Regions from separate parts of the Oryctolagus cuniculus genome. Here region 1 is linked to region 2. The links are chromatin contacts, called in public Micro-C maps. All regions are on one chromosome and are shown on one strand. Each heading gives the region's core, a stretch centred on a gene start, on an enhancer-like site or on the middle of the called end of the contact. The rest is flanking DNA. Distances are from core to core; before and after follow the strand shown.

What was found. Hi-C and Micro-C count contacts between places; a contact is called where the count stands out from the background.
Region 1: a Micro-C map of ear pinna shows a contact between it and region 2, with 7 times the contacts expected there. The contact joins two enhancer-like sites. A contact is called at or near these places in 3 of 6 Hi-C or Micro-C datasets (ear pinna, psoas muscle and an unstated tissue).

The regions. Positions count from the first base shown.
Region 1 is chr17:1,762,479-1,768,156 of mOryCun1.1, reverse strand. All of the region lies in intron 2 of RPTOR (regulatory associated protein of MTOR complex 1), which reads left to right. Among named protein-coding and RNA genes, the nearest start is that of RPTOR, 74 kb to the left of the region's middle. Within about 2 kb of position 1,631, at least 3 of the 8 cell types and tissues checked have an H3K27ac peak or open chromatin away from gene starts, as enhancers often do.
Region 2 is chr17:1,492,013-1,497,921 of mOryCun1.1, reverse strand. It overlaps RPTOR (regulatory associated protein of MTOR complex 1), which reads left to right. Exons shown (of 34, transcript XM_070060172.1): 34 at 1-1,317. Among named protein-coding and RNA genes, the nearest start is that of CHMP6, 4.6 kb to the right of the region's middle. Within about 2 kb of position 1,566, at least 4 of the 8 cell types and tissues checked have an H3K27ac peak or open chromatin away from gene starts, as enhancers often do.

The DNA.
Region 1 (5,678 bases), core at 382-2,881, 270 kb before region 2:
CGCCGGCATCCCCTATAGACGCCTATTCGAGTCCTGGCTGTCCTGCTTCTGATCCAGCCATGGCCTGGGAAAACAGCAGAAGATGGCCCAAGTCCTTGGGCCCCTGTACCCACACAGGAGACCTGGAAGAGGCTCCTGGCTCCTGGCTTTGATCAGCTTGGCTCTGGCCATTGGTGCCATTTGGGAAGTGAACCAGCGGATGGAAGAGTTCTTTGCCTCTGCCTCTGCCTCTCTGTAATTCTGCCTTTCAAATAATTGTGCCTTATTTGAAAGGCAGAGTTACAAAGAGAGATGGAGAGAGAGAGAGAGAGAGAGAGAGAGCGCGCTTCTTCTATCCACTGATTCACTCCACAGATGGCCGCAATGCCTGGGGCTGGACCAGACTGAAGCCTGGAACTAGGAGCTTCATCTGGGTCTCCCACAAGGGTGCAGGGGCCCAGGTATTCGGGTCACCTTCCGCTGCCTTCCTGGGAGCATTAGCAGGGAGCTGGATCAGAAGCGGAAAAACTAGGATTAAAACCAGTGTGCATATGGGATGCTGGCACTGCAGGCGGTGGCTTAACCCCCTGTGCCACAGTGTTGGCCCCATAGTCTGGACATTAAAAAAAAAAGTAGGTTTTTTTTTTATCTACTTAAGCGGTAGAGTCACACACACACACACACACACACACACACACACGGTGGGGGGGGGCTGATCTTCTACCCATTGGTCCACTTCCCTGATGACTGTACCAGCTGTGCAGGCCTCTGTCCAGGCTTCATTCTCACTCACAGACCGGGCAGTGCACTGCCCTGGTTTACACAGGACAGATTATGTGCCGGCATCCAACCGCTGGACAAGGAAGGGCGCCTGGCCAGAGTGGTGATGCGATGTCGGTGACGGCACAGCACACTCACTGTTGTCTTCCGGGAGGCCAGCAGAGTGCTAGTGCTCGTCTCTGTAAGGGCTGCAGTGTGAAGCTCGCTTCTTCAGGCCCAGCGTGTGCTTCTTGGGTCACAGGCAGGCTGCTGGGAACCTCACTGGATCTGCAAAGCTGACTGTAGAGGGCTTCATGGCATGAAGATGCCCCGCCCGGCCTGGCTTCTGCGGACGCTGGTCCACAGCGGGTGTGAGGTGTAGTTCACTGAGATACCAGTCTGCATCAGGTCCTCCGATTGTAGGCATTACCCACGTCTCCTGAGCACCCTCATGGCTGTGCCTGGATCTGGGTTTGGTTGGACCATCGACAGCACACCCTGGCCAGCCTGCTCAGAGAACCAGTGCCCTTGTGTGTTTGGAGTGGGTGCAGCATGCCATGGTCTCCTGGGGCCGCTGTCCACCTGCTCACCTGTCCCGCGGCGTGGCGCCCTGCCCTTGCACTTCCACTGCTGGTGCTGCGTGCCGGGCTCCCAGAGGAGCGGCCTTGTCTGTGGCCCTGGTCGGCCCCGGTCCAGGCCCTGCAGGAGATGGGGTTGCAGTGTTTGCACCTGCCCGGCCGTGGCTGACCTCAGCCTGGCGTCAGTCAGAATTCTGTGCTCCGGACGTTTTCTGTCCCAGCCATCCCAGCCATCCCAGCCATCCCAGCCTAGGCCTTCTCTGGCTTCGGCTCCAGGAGAGACCTGCAGGGACAGGTGGGGCTCGCCGCTCTCCCTCTCCTGTGCTGCCAAGGGGAGCGCCCCCCCCCCCCCCTCGTGGTTTCTCGCAGACACCCAGTGAGTTTCCTTTACGCTGGAACCCTGGCTCCCAAAGTGGGCTCTGAGCTCTCAGCGCCGTTTTAGCTGCTTTCTCGTATCTTCCCGGGGTGGAGGCAGTGCTGTGTGTCTGCTGGGTCTTGTCTCGGGGAACTCCGTTTGCTTGGCTGCCCTGCAGTCTTGGCTCTGCCGAGCACAAGAGAAATTGTCGCCACAACACTCTCAGTCATGTCCCGTCAGCTTTCTAGGTCCTAAGCAGAAGCCCCACACACCCCCACCTTTCAAAACAGATTTATTTATTTATTTGAAAGGCATATAGAGAGCAAGAGCGAGATTGATCTTGCATCCTGCTGATTCACTTCCCAGATGGCTGCAACAGCCGGGGCTGGTCTAGGGTCAACCAGGAGCCTGGAGCTCCCTCCTGGCCTCCCAGACGGGCGTCGGGCCCCAGCACTTGGCCTGTCATCTGCTGTCTCCTTGGTGTGTTAGCAGGGAGCTGGGTCACAAGGAAGCTGAGTAGCTGGGATTCGAACCGGCACAAGCGGCAGCTTAACCTGCTGTGCCACAAACCAAGTCCCGTCTCCCCCCACTCCTCTTATTTCTTTAACAAAATTTACAGATTATTCTAATCTGAGTTGAAGCAAGGAGTTATTTTTCCTGTTTTATTTGCCTGCCTCGCGCTTTGGGGGTATCTTAGGACGGCCGTCTTTCTCACCGCTTCCTGTCCCCAGCTTAGGCCCTTTGTCCTCCATGTCCGGTGACAGAAGCCGCTTTCCACGGCCGGTTTTGTTAGACTTGCTCTTGGCTCGCTGCTCTCCCTGGTGACCGTGCTGTTGGAATTGACTTCTTATTAGGCACTGCCGACCGTTTCCACTTCATTTATTGCTTGTCACAGCTGAGTTTAATCAATTGTTTTCTGTTTTCTCCCTCTTTAACTACTCTAACGTTAGGTTTTTTTAGAATGAGGCTTCCTACCTAGAATCCTGTGTGTGCTCCTGGGGCCACTGGGTCCTCGGGGATGTGTGTACGGTGTCACCAACGTGCCGATCCCGGGCCTACGAGCCTCAGTCTTATTAGAGTCTCAAGGGCTCTTTCACCCCCACCCTCACTGCTCCCCCACCCCCACAGAAGCCGCCTGCACGTTTCTCAGGAAGCACGCGGCGTGAATGTGAATAGAGAGGGCTTGTGTGTGCGGATTCAGCAAATGAGGAGCCCTGTGTTGCAGTTCTTAAAATTTTCTACCATTTGGGAATGTAACCGTTTGTGATAATTTCACACGGGCATTGAGTTCAGCGGGCGTGTGCTGCTTCTACACTGAAAGGCCGCTTGGATGCTGAGAAAACCTGTCTGTGCCGGTGGCTGTGGCAATGCGTTTTAAGACAGAGAATCGGCTGGCGCCGCGGCTCACTAGGCTAATCCTCCGCCTGCGGTGCCGGCACACCGGGTTCTAGTCCCGGTCGGGGCACCGGATTCTGTCCTGGTTGCTCCTCTTCCAGGCCAGCCCTCTGCTGTGGCCCGGGAGTGCAGTGGAGGATGGCCCAGGTGCTTGGGCCCTGCACCCCATGGGAGACCAGGAGAAGCACCTGGCTCCTGCCATCAGATCAGCGCGGTGCGCAGGCCGCAGCGCACTGGCCGCAGCGGCCATTGGAGGGTGAACCAATGGCAAAGGAAGACCTTTCTCTCTGTCTCTCTCTCTCTCTCTGTCCACTCTGCCTGTCAAAAAAAAAAAAAAAAAAAAAAAAAGACGGAATCCTGGGGTGGTTGTCTGGCCTAGTGGGTAAGACAGGACTCCAGGCCCTGCATCTCATATCCGTGGGTTCCGTCCCCAGCTCTCTCTGCGTCTCCACTTCCTGCTAACGTTGTCTCAGGAGGCAGCGGTGAGAGCTTAAGTGACTGGACTCCTGCCACTCGTGTGGGACAATTCCCAACTGCCAGCTCCTGGCTTCAGCCCTCCCCACTCCCCCAGGTCATTGGGGGCTTTCTGGGAGTGAACCAGCTGTCTCTCAAATGAATTTATAAAAACGTTACAAAGAGAAAAAGGGAATCCTAATTTGATTCAGCAAATTTGGAGTGGCGTCCAGCAGCCCATGTTTTATTTTTTATTTTGAAAAAAGTTTCAGAAGATGCAAGTACAGAATTAAGCAGTGTTTCTGACTCGCTGAGAGCTGTGGTTGCTGTCGCCAGCGAAGCCTTGCTGTGTGCTTCCTGCACGTGGGACTTTCTCTCCCAGGACCCCAAAGCAGGCGACAGTGTGGGGAGGTCCGGGCACCCCTCACTGCTGTGCACGCCTCGGCCTGTGCTCTGCTTTGCTCATTGTCCCAGGGGCGTCCTTTGTAGCACGGGGAGCTGGGCCCGGGCCGCGCGGCCGCGATGCCTGTCTCACCGGACCTGGAGCGGCCCCCGGCTCGCCGCTGCGGAGACTGCGGGCTGTTTGTCAGACGTCGCCAGGGCGTCCTGTGGTTCAGTTGAGGTTGTGCCTCCTCGCAGGAACATCACAGAGGAGAGCTGCTGTCTCCCCGTGGCGTCATCGCAGGCAGCGCGTGGCTTTGATTTATCCCATTAAGGGCCTGCAGCTCTTTCTTGTGCTAGATGAAGTGGGCGCTGCCAGACTTCCTGTGAAGTTCGCTCTGTAGTGCCGCGCGCTCGGGCAGGCTCGCTCCGAGACCGGCAGGATTGCTTCCCCTCAGTCCAGCTGACTCCTGCGAGCGTGCTCTCCTGGCTACTCCGTGGATCCTAACCCAGCATCACCATTTGGTGCTGAGCCCTCCTGCCTCCAGGGGGTGGGCGGCGTCCGCTGTGGCGGCTGTGGCCGCTTCTCTCGCTTCCGTGCTTCTCAGAGCTCTTGTCTCCTTCCTGTCTTACCTGGTTCCTCTGTCCCACCTGAGAACCAGCCGTCTCTCCGAGGAGCCCAGTTCCTTTGTGGGATGTGGCTTTGGAACTGGGGTGTGGGAGCCTGGGATTTCTGTTGCAGCTGCTGTGTTGCTGCCCTCCCTGGGCCGAGCGAGGGGTGCCTGTGTGCGGTGTGTGCGCGCGCTGCTCCGTGTACATGCGCTGTCTCTGGTGTTTGTGTGTCCATATTAAAAACCCTGTGTTACACTCGTGCCCCTGTTACAGCCCAGCAGGGCTCTCCCCCCTTTAAGCCCCTCTTCTGACACTGAGAACCTGGTCCCTGCTGAATTTGCTGGTTCAGCGACGACTCCTGTATGAGCCCACTCTGACTTTGTCCTGCACCACCTCGCCACGGCGCCTGCCTTCCTCAAGCCGGGTCCGGTGCCCTGCCGGAGCACGCCTCTGCATGTGCACCTTTCCCTCTTCCTGGCGCCGGCTGTGAGCCCAGTGCCTGTGCCTCCCCTGCCAACGCAGTTCCCTTCACGCTGGAGTAGATCTGACCCTGCCCCTGCCCCTCCTGTGGCTGCAGGATTGTTCACCGGGGGTTTTAGCCGTGCTCAGGCCTTAGGCTCGGGCAGCTCCCGTGATGAGATGCACACGTTATCTCTTGTTTCCGTAGGGCACCGGTCCCAGGACCGTCCACGCACACCGAGATTCACAGACGCTGGGGTCCCTGTATAATGGCACCTGCCGCGCCGCAGCCCCTCCACCCGGCTGTCCGGGCTGTTGGTCGCGCTGATAAAGCACTCGAGACCGACCGTGGAGATCCCTTTCTCACAGTCCTGGGGACTGGGCAGCCCGGCATCGCGGTGTTGACAGGTTCGGGCCTGGCTTCGCTTTCCAAGAGGCTGTCCTCACGTGGTGGAGGGGACAGAGGGCCCTGCCGGGTCCCCTCAGCCCTTTGCTAAGGTCCTGAGCCATCCCTGAGGGCCCCGTGCTTGTGACTTGATCAGCTCACCCCTCATGCTGTCACCTGGGGTGACAGTCCAACGTGGGCATTTTGGGGGGTATGTTCAGAACTAGCCCAAACCCGGGACCTCGCCCACTGCACTCTAAGCTCACTGTACACTGAGATACCGAGCAGAGGAGCTTGGGCCTCCTGAGTTTGTGCATGGCCG
Region 2 (5,909 bases), core at 317-2,816:
CGGGGCCGGGCACCCGCCGCCCTGTACATAGTGGACCCGCCGCGCTCGCCTGGAGCGCCGGCTGCTGCTGCCCGCCGCTCCGCGGCCGCTCGGCTCCGGACAGAGGAGGCCCGCCGTGACGCAGGCCCTGCTGCTGCTGCCCCCGGGCTCCCCTCCCCTCGGGAGCACACCCACGCTGCGACGGCCACTGCGTGTGCGGAGCCCAGCCCTGGGCACGTGGACGGCTCCAGACACTGGGGGGGTGCCCAGGGCCACGCCCTCTGGGGGTCCCCCGGGGTTGCCACGGCCTGTGCTGGGCGGGCGCCCCTCCCCCACACGCGCCTTCCCCACAGGGGGCCACCAGGAGAGGGCTCCGGCCTGGACAGGTCCCGGGAGACCCCGCCGCCCCCTCGGACGTGCTGCTGGTCCCCACAGAGCCTCCGGCCTGCGCCTCACGGTGCACACGCACGCGGGCACACACGTGTGGCCCCACAGCACCTGCCTGAGCCACACCCTGGGCCCTGCTCGCTGAGGCCGACATCAGGACGTGTCTGCGCGTGTGCGTTGCGTGTGCATCGCGTGTGCGCGCGTGGAGCAGGGAAGCGTGTGGACGAGCAGCCCCGGCCGACCACGCTGCACACGGACGCGGCCGACGCGGTCTGAGGCGCGTGTTCCGTTTTCTCTGGGAATCAGGATTATTCAGATGCGGCGCGGGGGCTTGGCTGGCTCTGCCGGTAGGTGGCCTGCGTGGTGGGACGTGGCAAACGTGCGGTCCCCTCGTCGGGACGGTGGCTCTGCCTGGGGCCCTGCGGCCGGCGGTGCCTGGGTCGGTCCCAGGGCCCGGCCAGGGCTCGGTGTGGACAGCGACCTTCCTGCTGCCCCTGGGGGTGCTCCCAGCCACAGGAAGTGTCCGGATGAAGCCCCGCCCCCACGTCAGGCCAGGAAGGCCAGAGAGAGCCCCGACTGCCCACGGGGCCGCCCTAGCCCAGCCCCCAGAGCCCCCAGCTGGTGACACACCAGAACCTTCCGGAAGCCGAGCTCCGCCCACGGACAGCGCCTGCCCCCGCGGCTGACTCGGTTCACTGACCCTGACCTACCCTGCGTTTCGGCCGCGTGCACGGAGCCCTCCCTGCTCTGCCCGAGAGCCGCCTGCGTGCACGCTGTGTCCCCACAGGTCCCACGCGAGAATCCAATCATGAAGTTACCCGAGGCTCGAGAGAGCGCGACCCACGGTCTGTTTATCTCTATTTATTTACGAAGCTGACGTGGAATCGTAATGTGAAGCTACGAGCAACGGCCGACAGTAACTGTCCATAAAATAAACCCGTGCAGAAGTGCCGGCGCGGTCCCGTCGTGTGCCAGCTTCGTCTGCTGCTCGTCCCTGAACCCACAGCAGCCAGGGTGGGCGGAGCTCCATCCGGGTCTCCCACGGGTGCGGGCCGAGCGCCTGCACCTGGGCCATCGCCGCGGCCTCCCAGGGGCCTGAGCCGCAGCCGGATCCCAGGCAGAGCAGCTGTCACAAGCCCGGCTTAGCCCGATCGCGCCAGCGCCAGCCCCCAACTCTGTGCCAGAAAAAAAAAAAGATTTGTGTATTTGAAAGAATGAAGGAGGAGCCGCTGGTCCACTCCCCAATGGCTCCGAGGGCTGGGGCGGGGCCGGGCTGCAGCCAGGAGCCTGGAGCTCCATCCGGGGCCTGGCGCTCGGGCCCTCCCCTCCCAGGTGCACCAGCAGGGAGCTGGGTGGGAAGTGGCGCGGCCTCCCGGCCCGGCTGGCCCTTCCCGTGTCAGGGTGTCCTTGCTTGAAAGCGCACTCCCAGCCTGATCTGTTACCAGCAGAGCACCCACTGGAGCAGCCCCTGCCGAGGGGCCGGGCAGGGCTCGCGGGCCCATGGGAGTCCCACGGAGACCTTGTCCAGTTGCTCCCTGCAGGCACGGGCCCCGTGGGGCCTGGCATGGCCGTGGGCAGCCAAGGTCACATTGGCCGGCAGCCGGGGACCAGTGCGAGGGCCCAGTGCCTTCCCTGGACAGCTCTCCAAGAACACGCACTAAATTTAGTTGCAAACTTTGCTGTTTGTTTCTTTTTTCCAAGAACACAAAGTTACTCTCCCAGGGTCTGAAACTGATACAAGTGTCCCTGGGCTGCCACCAGGGCTGGCTCCTCCCCAAGGCCAGGGAGGAATCCGCCCAGGCGCCCCCCCGCCCCCCCCCAGTGGCACGGGGCCTCAGCTGGCCTGACCCCGCCTCCCGCCGGCGAGCGCCTCGGCCCCTGCCAGGCACAGCGAGGCAGTCACAGGTCCCGGATGGGGACGTGACCGCTTCATCGAGCCAAGGCCCTTCCCACACCCGGTGCTGGGGCCCAGCAGGATGCCGGCGTGGGCTGGGGCTGGGTCAGAGGGGCCAGCCCCCAAAGGCACACCTCACACACCTTGTTTTCCAGCCTGCAGAGCCCTGTGGTGTGGCAGGTTGGCCACGGTGCCCGGTGTCCCTTGCCCCTTGGGGCCAGGGGGCCGCTGCAGCCCCCAGCAGCAGGTCCCAGGCACTGGCTGCCGGGGGCGGATGCATGAGGACCGGAATCGGTGCCCAGCCCTCCCGCCCTGGCCTGGAAGGCGGGAGGCAGCAGTTGCCATGGGAACCGGAGGCCTAATGGCTGGAATTATTAAATTCCGGTTTGTTTGCAACATGGAGGACCCCTGGCATCTCCAGGGCTGTGCTGGCCGAGCCTTGTTGAGAGTAATCTTTTTCCTATTAGCATCGGTTTTTTTCTGTCACCAGGACTTGCGAACAAATTGAGAGGTCATAAAAACGAGGGGCAGGCTGGGGCGGCTGCAGCCAGGGCCGTGGTCCAGCCACCCCTCAGCCACACGGGCAGCCCTGGGGACACGCAGGGACAGGCGGTCGTGGCCGTCCTGCCGAGCACAGAGCCAACAGGGGACGGGTAGCCGCCTCTCCGCAGTGGGGCCTGGGCATCCCCTCCCCGGTGTGGGAAGGGCCTGGCTCGAAGACGCTGTCACGTCCCCATCCAGGAACCCATGACTGCCTCGCTGTGCCTGGGGCCGTGGTCGCCTCCACCTCCACGTGTCCGTCACCGTCCCCTGCCCGGATTCCGGCAGACGGCCCTGGGGAGGGCCCGTGGCGTGGGCGGGGGCTCTGGCAGGGGCTCAGGGAGGCGTGTGTTGGTGTCTGCCACCCGCGCCTGCAGCCGGTCGCACCTCTGCAGTGCGTCCAGGGGATCAGAGAGGCCCTGGGGACGCTGACCACAGCCCTGAAGCACAGGCCTCCTTGGCCCCAGCTGGGGGCCAGGCTTTGTGTCCCCAAGGCCCGCGTGCTCCACAGCCCCTCCCCCAGGGCCCCCGTGCCCGGGCGGGGGCTTCTCCCTCCCCACACACGGCTCGCCGCCAGCCAGGAGACGCCTCCGCGGAAGAGGCCAGCACTGGGGGCAGAGGCCATGGGGCCAGCAGAGCGGCCTGCCCCAGGGACCTCACAGCTGCTGGGGGAGGCGGGGAGCAGGGTGGGAGCCAGGCGGGCCCCGGGGGTGAGGGCAGACTGAGGACCCAGAACTTGGGTGAGGCCTCCCTGCACCCAGCATGTGGAGACGGGGGGGGGGGGTGTCGGTGCGCCAGGTGCTGGGTGCGGTACAGCCAAACCCCTCCCCAGGGCACCGCTGAGGCCCAGGCCGCAAAGACCACAGCTCCAGGGCCCCCAGAGAGACCCCCAGCTGCGGGGACGGGCTGCACCTGCCCTGGAGTGGGGTGGGGCGGCCTCCTCCGGACCTGGGCTCTGAGCCCAGCCTCGCCCCTCGCCGGACTGCGGGGCCGGGGGGGCCTCAGACCCCAGCCACCTGCAGCCAAGCAGGCCGACTCAGCAGGGGTGAGAAGCTACAACACAGGCGGTGGAGGCTCCTGCGCTTTGGTTTTAAGATTCATTTATTTATTTTATTTGAGAGGAAGGTCCTTTTTAAATTTTATTTTATTTGAAAGGCAATTTACAGAGAGACAGAGGTCTTCCATCCACTGGGTCCCTCCCCAGATGGCCGCAAAGGCCAGGCCAAAGCCAGGAGCTCACTCGGGTCTCCCACGCGGGTGCAGGGGCCCAAGCACTTGGGCCATCGTCCCCTGCTTTCCCAGGCCACAGCAGAGAGCTGGGTCGAAGTGGAGCAGCCGGGAATCGAACCGGCGCCCACATGGGGTGGGGGCATCGCACACAGCAGCTTGACCTGCTGCACCCCAGGGCTCACCCTGACCCCTGGATTCTCCGCGGGGTAGGGAGACCGCTCCGTGGGAGATGGGAGAGGCAGGTGGCCCCCACAGAGTGAGGCTGGGCTGGCACCTCCCCTGCCGGGACCCCCTGCGCCCCAAGGCCTTCTCACCCCTCCCCACACCAGCCCAGGGCCGCGCACAACCCCAGCCACAGCCAGGTCCCCTCCAGGGCCCTGCAAGCTCTCGGCTCCGAGTCCGCGGTGGCCAGCGGCCCCTGCGGCCCCACCTCGGTCCCCCCGTGAAACGCACGGGGTGCTGGGGCCCCAGCGCACCTCCGCCTGCTCTCACCGGGACTCACGAGCCGCCATCACCGACCACCACCCGCTCCCCGCCGCCCGCACACCGGGGCAGGTGCCGAGGCGAGCGGGCGGCCTCACCGCGCCCAGGCGGGTCCCACCGAGGACCCCGGGAGCCGCTGCCCGACCGCCAGGCTCCGCCGGGCCCTCCCGCCGGTGTGGGGGACGTGGGGTCCGCCCGGCGTCCGCGGTCCTGCAGCGCCACCGCGTGGTTGTCGCGAAGGTCGCCGCCGGGCCGGCCGCGCAGGGACCTGGAGGGCGGGGGTCAGCTCGCTGGGCCGCCCGTGCCCCCCGCCTTTCCCGGCCCTCCGGGCGGGGTCGCCGTCCGTCCAGGGTCAGCGGGCCCAGGTCGAGCCCCAGGCGAGCGGGTCCCCTCCGACGCCCACAGCCGTGCGCCGGCATCAGATGTTGAGAATTGGCCTTGACCGTTGTCTTATTCCAGAATGTTCCTTGGGCCCCTCTTATTCTCTGCCCCGCCCCCTACAGCCTCCATCTGAACCTGACCCCACCCGAGACCCCTGGGGCAGCTGCAGCCCCCGTCCACTCTCCGTGGGGGTCTCCCCGCCCGTCTCGCGCGAACAAGGCCGACGGAAACGCTCCCGCGTCCGTCTGTGCGGGGCTGCAGGTGCGTGCGTTCCTCACGGAGCCCACGCGTCCCCCGCGCGCGTCGTGGTGCCGGGGACGTGGGCGGGGCGCGTGGGCTCGGGGAGCGGCCTCAGCTGGCCATGGGGGCCCCGAGCGCAGCCCCAGGGCGCAGGAAGGCGTGGGGGCTCCGCGGGGAGTCGCGTCCTGGGCCCGGGCGGACCCCGAGGGAGGCCGCTGCCCGCGGGGCGGCCGGACAGCCGCGCGGGGATGGGCGTTTCCCGGAAGGGACCCCGCCGCGACGGTCGAGACCTCGGGGGCCACCTGCGGTCCCCCCCCCCCGGTGCTGTGTGCGTGTGTCCGCGCATGCAGATGTGTGTGCACATGTGTGTCTCTGTGGGTGCGTGTGTCTGGGCGCACACATGTGTCTGCGTGCATGTGTGCACACGCATGTGTCTGTATTATGTGTGCGTGTATGGTTCTGTGTGTGCACGTCTGCATGCTTGCGTGTGCATGTCTTTGCACATGTGTCTGTGCACATGATCCTGTGCACACGTCTGCGCATGTATGTTTGTGTGCATGTGTGTACCCATGTGTCTTGTGGACATGTGTGTCTCTGGGTGCATGTGTGTGCACGCATTGTGTGTGCACGTATGATTCTCTGTGCACATCTGTGTCTGCACGTGCACACATGAGCGTGTGCACATACCTGTGCAAGCATGTTTCTGCACGTGTGTCCATGCATGCACGTGTGTGCACGTACTTGTGCGTGTGTCTTCGCACGTGTCTGTGAGCAC